Linked DNA regions of Cricetulus griseus: region 1 is linked to region 2. A link is a contact called in public Micro-C data. All regions are on one chromosome and are shown on one strand. Each heading gives the region's core, a stretch centred on a gene start, on an enhancer-like site or on the middle of the called end of the contact. The rest is flanking DNA. Distances are from core to core; before and after follow the strand shown. Region 1 overlaps Palm2akap2 (A-kinase anchor protein 2). Region 2 overlaps Palm2akap2 (A-kinase anchor protein 2).

Evidence for each region. A called contact is a pair of places that touch in the nucleus more often than the background predicts.
Region 1: a Micro-C map of the CHO-K1 cell line shows a contact between it and region 2, with 6 times the contacts expected there. The contact joins two enhancer-like sites. A contact is called at or near these places in 3 of 8 Hi-C or Micro-C datasets (the CHO-K1 cell line and the CHO-S cell line).

The regions. Positions count from the first base shown.
Region 1 is chr2:86,229,657-86,232,356 of CriGri-PICRH-1.0, forward strand. All of the region lies in intron 2 of Palm2akap2 (A-kinase anchor protein 2), which reads right to left. Among named protein-coding and RNA genes, the nearest start is that of Palm2akap2, 65 kb to the right of the region's middle. Within about 2 kb of position 1,280, at least 1 of the 6 cell types and tissues checked has open chromatin away from gene starts, as enhancers often do. A contact at or near this core is called in the CHO-K1 cell line, where this site is marked.
Region 2 is chr2:86,099,590-86,102,456 of CriGri-PICRH-1.0, forward strand. All of the region lies in intron 7 of Palm2akap2 (A-kinase anchor protein 2), which reads right to left. Among named protein-coding and RNA genes, the nearest start is that of CUNH9orf152, 160 kb to the left of the region's middle. Within about 2 kb of position 1,417, at least 2 of the 6 cell types and tissues checked have open chromatin away from gene starts, as enhancers often do. A contact at or near this core is called in the CHO-K1 cell line, where this site is marked.

The DNA.
Region 1 (2,700 bases), core at 30-2,529, 130 kb after region 2:
TGTGCCCAATGGTTAAGAGTTTAGTAAACAAAGAATTTGTTATAACTCAATATGATTTATAAGGAAAATAGAAACACATTGGCATCGGAAAAAATAAAGTATAGGGAAATGTTCAACATTTTTAATAGACACACAAATTTAATAGCCACTAAAATGTTATTTTCCATTCATAAAATGGATACTCTTTTGGAGCTAGTGTGGGGAAAATGACCCCCTTCTCTCATGTTTTTAAAGATATGTTTATTTTATTTTATGTGTATGACTGGTTTGCCTGCATGTGTGTATGGATACATTGAGTGCCCGTTACCCTTGAAGATTATAAGAAGGCATTGGATTTCTTGGAACTGGGGTTCCAGATGGTTCTAAGCCATCAGGTAGGTGCTGGCACCTGAACATAGATTCTCTGTGTGAGTGACAAATGCTCTTGACTGCAGAGCTCTCTTTACAGCCCCTCTTCCCCCAATTTATAAAATGTATTCATTTATTTATTTGGTATGTATTTTCTTATGTGTGCTTGTGTGAGTGTGTGTGTGTGTGAGCACACCAGTATCATGGCATGTGTGTGGAAGTCAGAGAACAAGATGTGGGAGTCAATTCTCTGCTATCATCATGTGAGTTCGGGAGATCAAACTCAGGTTGTCAGGTTTGGTGGGAAATGCTTTACCCACTGAGCCACCTCACCAGCAGCACTCACCCTCACTGTAATCTGACAAACTGATAAATACACAGCCACCTCTACAGAGCTCATCACCAGAAGCATTTATCTAATTTATTCCTTGTCAGTCCCGGTCAACAAGTCAACAAGAGCCTTGCTCCATAAAGAGCATGTCTATCTGTCTGTCTCACTTATGGCTTAACTCTCATGCCTGGGACAAAGTCAAACATAACATATGCCTACATAAGGATCTCTTGATGAATCGTTTAAAAACACATAAATAAAATTCAGCCATTAAAATCTATTTTAAAAAACTGGTAAAGAGTAGTGTTTTCAATATCAAAATATCACTCTTTTGGGGGACTGGTATGCAAACTCAGTGAGTGTTCTATTACTGAATTATCCCCCAAACCCAGAGTCAGAGAAGGGAGAGGGGAAGGAAATGAGGAGAGAGGGGAGGGGAGAAAATGGAGGGAGAGGAGAGGGGGAGATCGGAGGGGGCAGAGTGAAGAATTGAGTACCACATAGTCAGGTTTAAAAAGCAGAGTCTGACTCTGGGCTTGCTGTTTGTTTGTTTTTCTTACTATGCAGCTAAAGATGACTCATGTTCTTGCCTCAGCTTTAGTCTCTGGAATGACAAGCTGATATGGGGTGGGGTGGGGTTCTCTGTCACTTAGATCTTCTGTCCTTCATACAATAACAGTGGGACTCAGGCTTGGGCTTGTTCAGGATCAGAGTCAGCTCTACCTGAGCCCAGGTGACCAGAGATCTGTCCTGGGGGAGGTATAGAGGGAGGAAGGTGGGACTCCACACCAAGGTCTGCTCAAAATGAAGTGAAACTTGCTATCTGCTGTCACACCCTCCCCTCCCACCCCCCATGTCTACCTCCCTCTGGGGCAAGATTCAAGAACGCTGACTACCAGAGTAGTGGAGGTGGTTCCCTGACCCCATCACTGACATCTGCCTTCCAGCTTCAGATAGGTTGTAACCTGCATGAGCCAGCTTGGTGTCGCCTCAGTTTGACCCTATTTCTCCCTACAATATGTAATCCTAAGAAATTGTTAAGGTCACCCAAGGAACATTAAAGAGAAACATTAAACATGCCAGGCCCAGAGATTGGGATCTTACTAGTCTAGTTCTGGAGTTTCAATGTCAGCCAAGGTGGAAAGTCCTTGCTGGGCATGGCATCTTGACTTGGGCTGTAAGCAACTGAGTTGGATTATGTGGATCTGGACTCTTTCAGCTAACTGAACTATCAGTCAATGCTGTTAGAAGACTCTGGTCAGCCACATTTCTATTTTCATGGCTAAGCCCTGGCTTTCTTTGCACTTCAAAGTCTAAGTCCCTGCCAACGGCTGGTAGTGTCTGAGGCACGGAGACACGGGACAGGAAGAACTTGTCTTAGCACTCAGGACCATCAGTGCTGCCTCCTTGTGGCAATATTTCTCATTCTTACCCACACATGCCGGATTGCCCTTCCCATGAGGCCTCTTCTACCTTTAGTTTATATTACTGTTTCCTTCCTTCCTTCCTTCCTTCCTTCCTTCCTTCCTTTCCTTCCTTCCTTCCTTCCATCTGTCCATCCCTGGAGACAGCAATTCCAGTAACCCAGATTGACCTTGAAAACTCTATGTGGCTGGGAATAACCTAAACTTCTGCCTCTACTTCCTGACAGCTGGCATTATACTCCTGTACAGACACCCCCAGTTTGTAAGGCTCAGGTGAGCCTTATGCATGCCAGGCAGGCACTTTACCGACTGAAATCCTCAGTGCCTCAATGAGTATTTTGTACCCAGGCCAGGAATGATAAACCATTCCAGAAAGGCCAAAATAAGATGGTCCAACCAAGTCTGGCTTTGAGCTAAAAGAAAAGACTTTTGTGCTTCAAACATTCCCTTAAATGCCTCAGTGCTACATTGCATTTCAAAATTCAGAAAGAGGTCTTGGAAGAAACTCTCCATCTTTTTAGATCAGGTACCTTTCACAGGACCTCCATGAATCAACAACAAATTGGATCATCTGCAGAGCTGAGGGGTTGTGACAGA
Region 2 (2,867 bases), core at 167-2,666:
CTTATCGATTTTGCTGCATCTTCTCACCTAGCTGGAGTCAGAGGATTAAGTCTCTCAGCAAGTTCTAGTTCCTGGTCACTGACCTGGCTCTGTTGGGTACATACCTCTTCTGCTGTTGATTACACTGTTGAACAGTGTGTATGTGAGTTGACAGGGCAGAGCAACTGAAATGAGACAACCAAGCTTGGGAGAAGGCAGGGACTCCCAGGATGATCTATTGGGAGAGGGATCTGGGTTGGGAGCAGGTAGTCACAGGGCTGGAGTACAGCATCCCATAGACAACACAGCTATGTGTGTTGGGACACATGGAGACAGATTGTAACACCGACCAAAAATGGTAACACGGCAACAGTGAAGGAGGTCTTGAGGGTGCAGCAACTTAGGACATTCTGAGGATAAATATGGGGTGACTCATTTTGGTCATTGTTAGTACAAACATGAAAAAAGGGGGATAGGAAATGGCTCTGACATAGGAGCTGAGATCAACTATGGAAGCAATATGTCCATTGTTACCTTCAGTGGGCATGCCATTCAGGATATTTGAGGATTCGGGTAATAGATTAGTAACTGGAGGCTTTAAAGATAGAAGACAGGGCTAGGCATGGTGGTGACACACGCCTTTATCCCAGCTCTCAGGGAGAGAAGGCATATGGTCACTGTGAGTTCGAGGTCAACATGGTCTGCATAGTGAGTTCTAGGTCAGCCAGGGATACATAGTAAGACCCTGTCTCAAAACAAAACAAAACCCAAAACAAACAAACAAAAAACCCTGAAGACGGATTGGTTGGTACAACACAAAGTTTCAAACTAGGACGGCATTAGAAGTGAGCAATTCACTGGCCCCATCCCACCTGTCAAGCTCTGTAATTCTCTAGACTTTCCTCTCTGTTCCTGAGATGGTCACAGAAGCACCATGAGTCATGAAAATGTCCAGAATTGAGAAAGGGGAAGAATTTCCCTCTTTACTTCCTCAATTAACTTTTTGTTGTTTTGTTCCTCTAGGCAGCCCAGGTAGGCCTTGAGCTTATGATCCTCCTGCCTCAGTATCCTGTGTTGGAATTATAGTCAGGCACCACCATGCCCAGCTTCCCTTCACCTTTGAGAGAAGACCTCAACCAATCCCTGTTCCAGCTGATTCTCATACTCTCACTGGTCAAAATGCAATGTGAACCTATTCCTAAACCAGTTATGGAAAGAGATTAAATGCATCAAAACTTCCCAGATCTGCCTTCTGGGGTGGGGAGGCTCTCAGCATGTAGCTACCAAAAGAGGAATAAACGTGTAAACTGGATTCCTGGCCAGCAAGAAAGAAAGGTGATGACCAAGAGATGAGCAGCCAGTATAGACTGTCATCACACAAGCATGTAGGTCACTAGTTAGAAATGCACATTAGAATGCATCAATAAATACTCAGGCCCTTGAGGGACTCAGCCCTCCAGGACCAAATCTCTTGTGGCAGTGTCTAACCTCAGCCCTACAATGGTGTCTCATCCTCACTGGGGCTTGGAGACTGAAGTTCCTTAATGCTGATGATTCTGCAGACTGATGACTGATTAGAGCTGACTATAGTTAGTAGGAATGTTGCAAATCCAAGAACCAAAATTACCTTGGTCTATCTTTAATCTTCTTAATAGCCATTTATTACCAATCTCTGTGCCTGACTTAATACTCTTTGACGGTGAGGTGAAACTTTTGGATGTAGTAACTAAAAACAAAACCACAACAACAAAAAACATTAAGCCAGGTGGTGGGAGCACACTCCTTTAATCCCAGCACTCAGCAGGCAGATCTCTATGAGTTTGAGGCCAGCTTGGTCTACAGAGTTGAGTTCCAGGACAGCCAGAGCTGCTATACAGAGAAACCCTGTCTCAAAAAACAAAACAAACAAACAAACAAACAAACAACAACAAAAAACATTCTTTTCCCTGACCCCCAGGGCTAAGCACTCAACACACAATGCCTAAAGTCTATAGCAGGGATAACATTGCTGTAAACTGCCTACTCGTTGTCCCCACCAGTGTGTTGTTAGATACACTGATTCGTGCCTGTCTCTTATTCTATGACCACAGAAATTCATGTTGCTGCTTCCCTGATGAGTTCTGTCATGCAGGGCAATCCAAATCTGTGTTCTCAGGACACAGCCTCTCATTTGGCTCAGAACACACTATCGTTTATTCTTTTTGGAGCAAGACTTGCATTTTGCATCAGCAGAACCCACAATTCTGACCTTTAGCCTCATTTATGAGGACATGAGGAGAGAGAGAGAGAGAGAGAGAGAGAGAGAGAGAGAGAGAGAGAGAGAGAGAGAGAGAGAGAGAGCCCTGTGTGTGTGTCTAATAATCTTTGCTGTCAAGGTTGCCTCACTGGTCTGGTATCAATTAGTTTTAAGTACTATGGGCAGGTACTGGGCCTGATACATGCTTAGTTTCCAATGAGAAGTATTAAGATAGCCAGGAACTTTGTGGGAACAGGAACTTGGCAGTAGTAAAAGATAAAAGAGGAGTGGTGCTAACAGTGGAGGGCAAGGACATGGAAGCACAGTCCCGAGCCTTAGCTGATGCATTCTAGGCCAAAGTAATGACAGCCTGTGGTTGGCCCCATGGCCCAGGGCTGGGAAAAGACCCTCAGGTAGGGACCACATGGAGATGCTATGGACACACACACACACACACACACACACACACACACACACACACCTGGAGGTTTTGTGCATGAGTGCTTTGAGGATAGAACCCACCACTCACCAGACCCATCCCTGAGGGGTCACAGTGAGTCCAGCACCCTGTGGAAGCTCATTAACTATAGCCCACACTGATTGAGAATGGGAGAGGCCTCAAGACTGCAGACTTTGTTGTTGTTCCTCTACA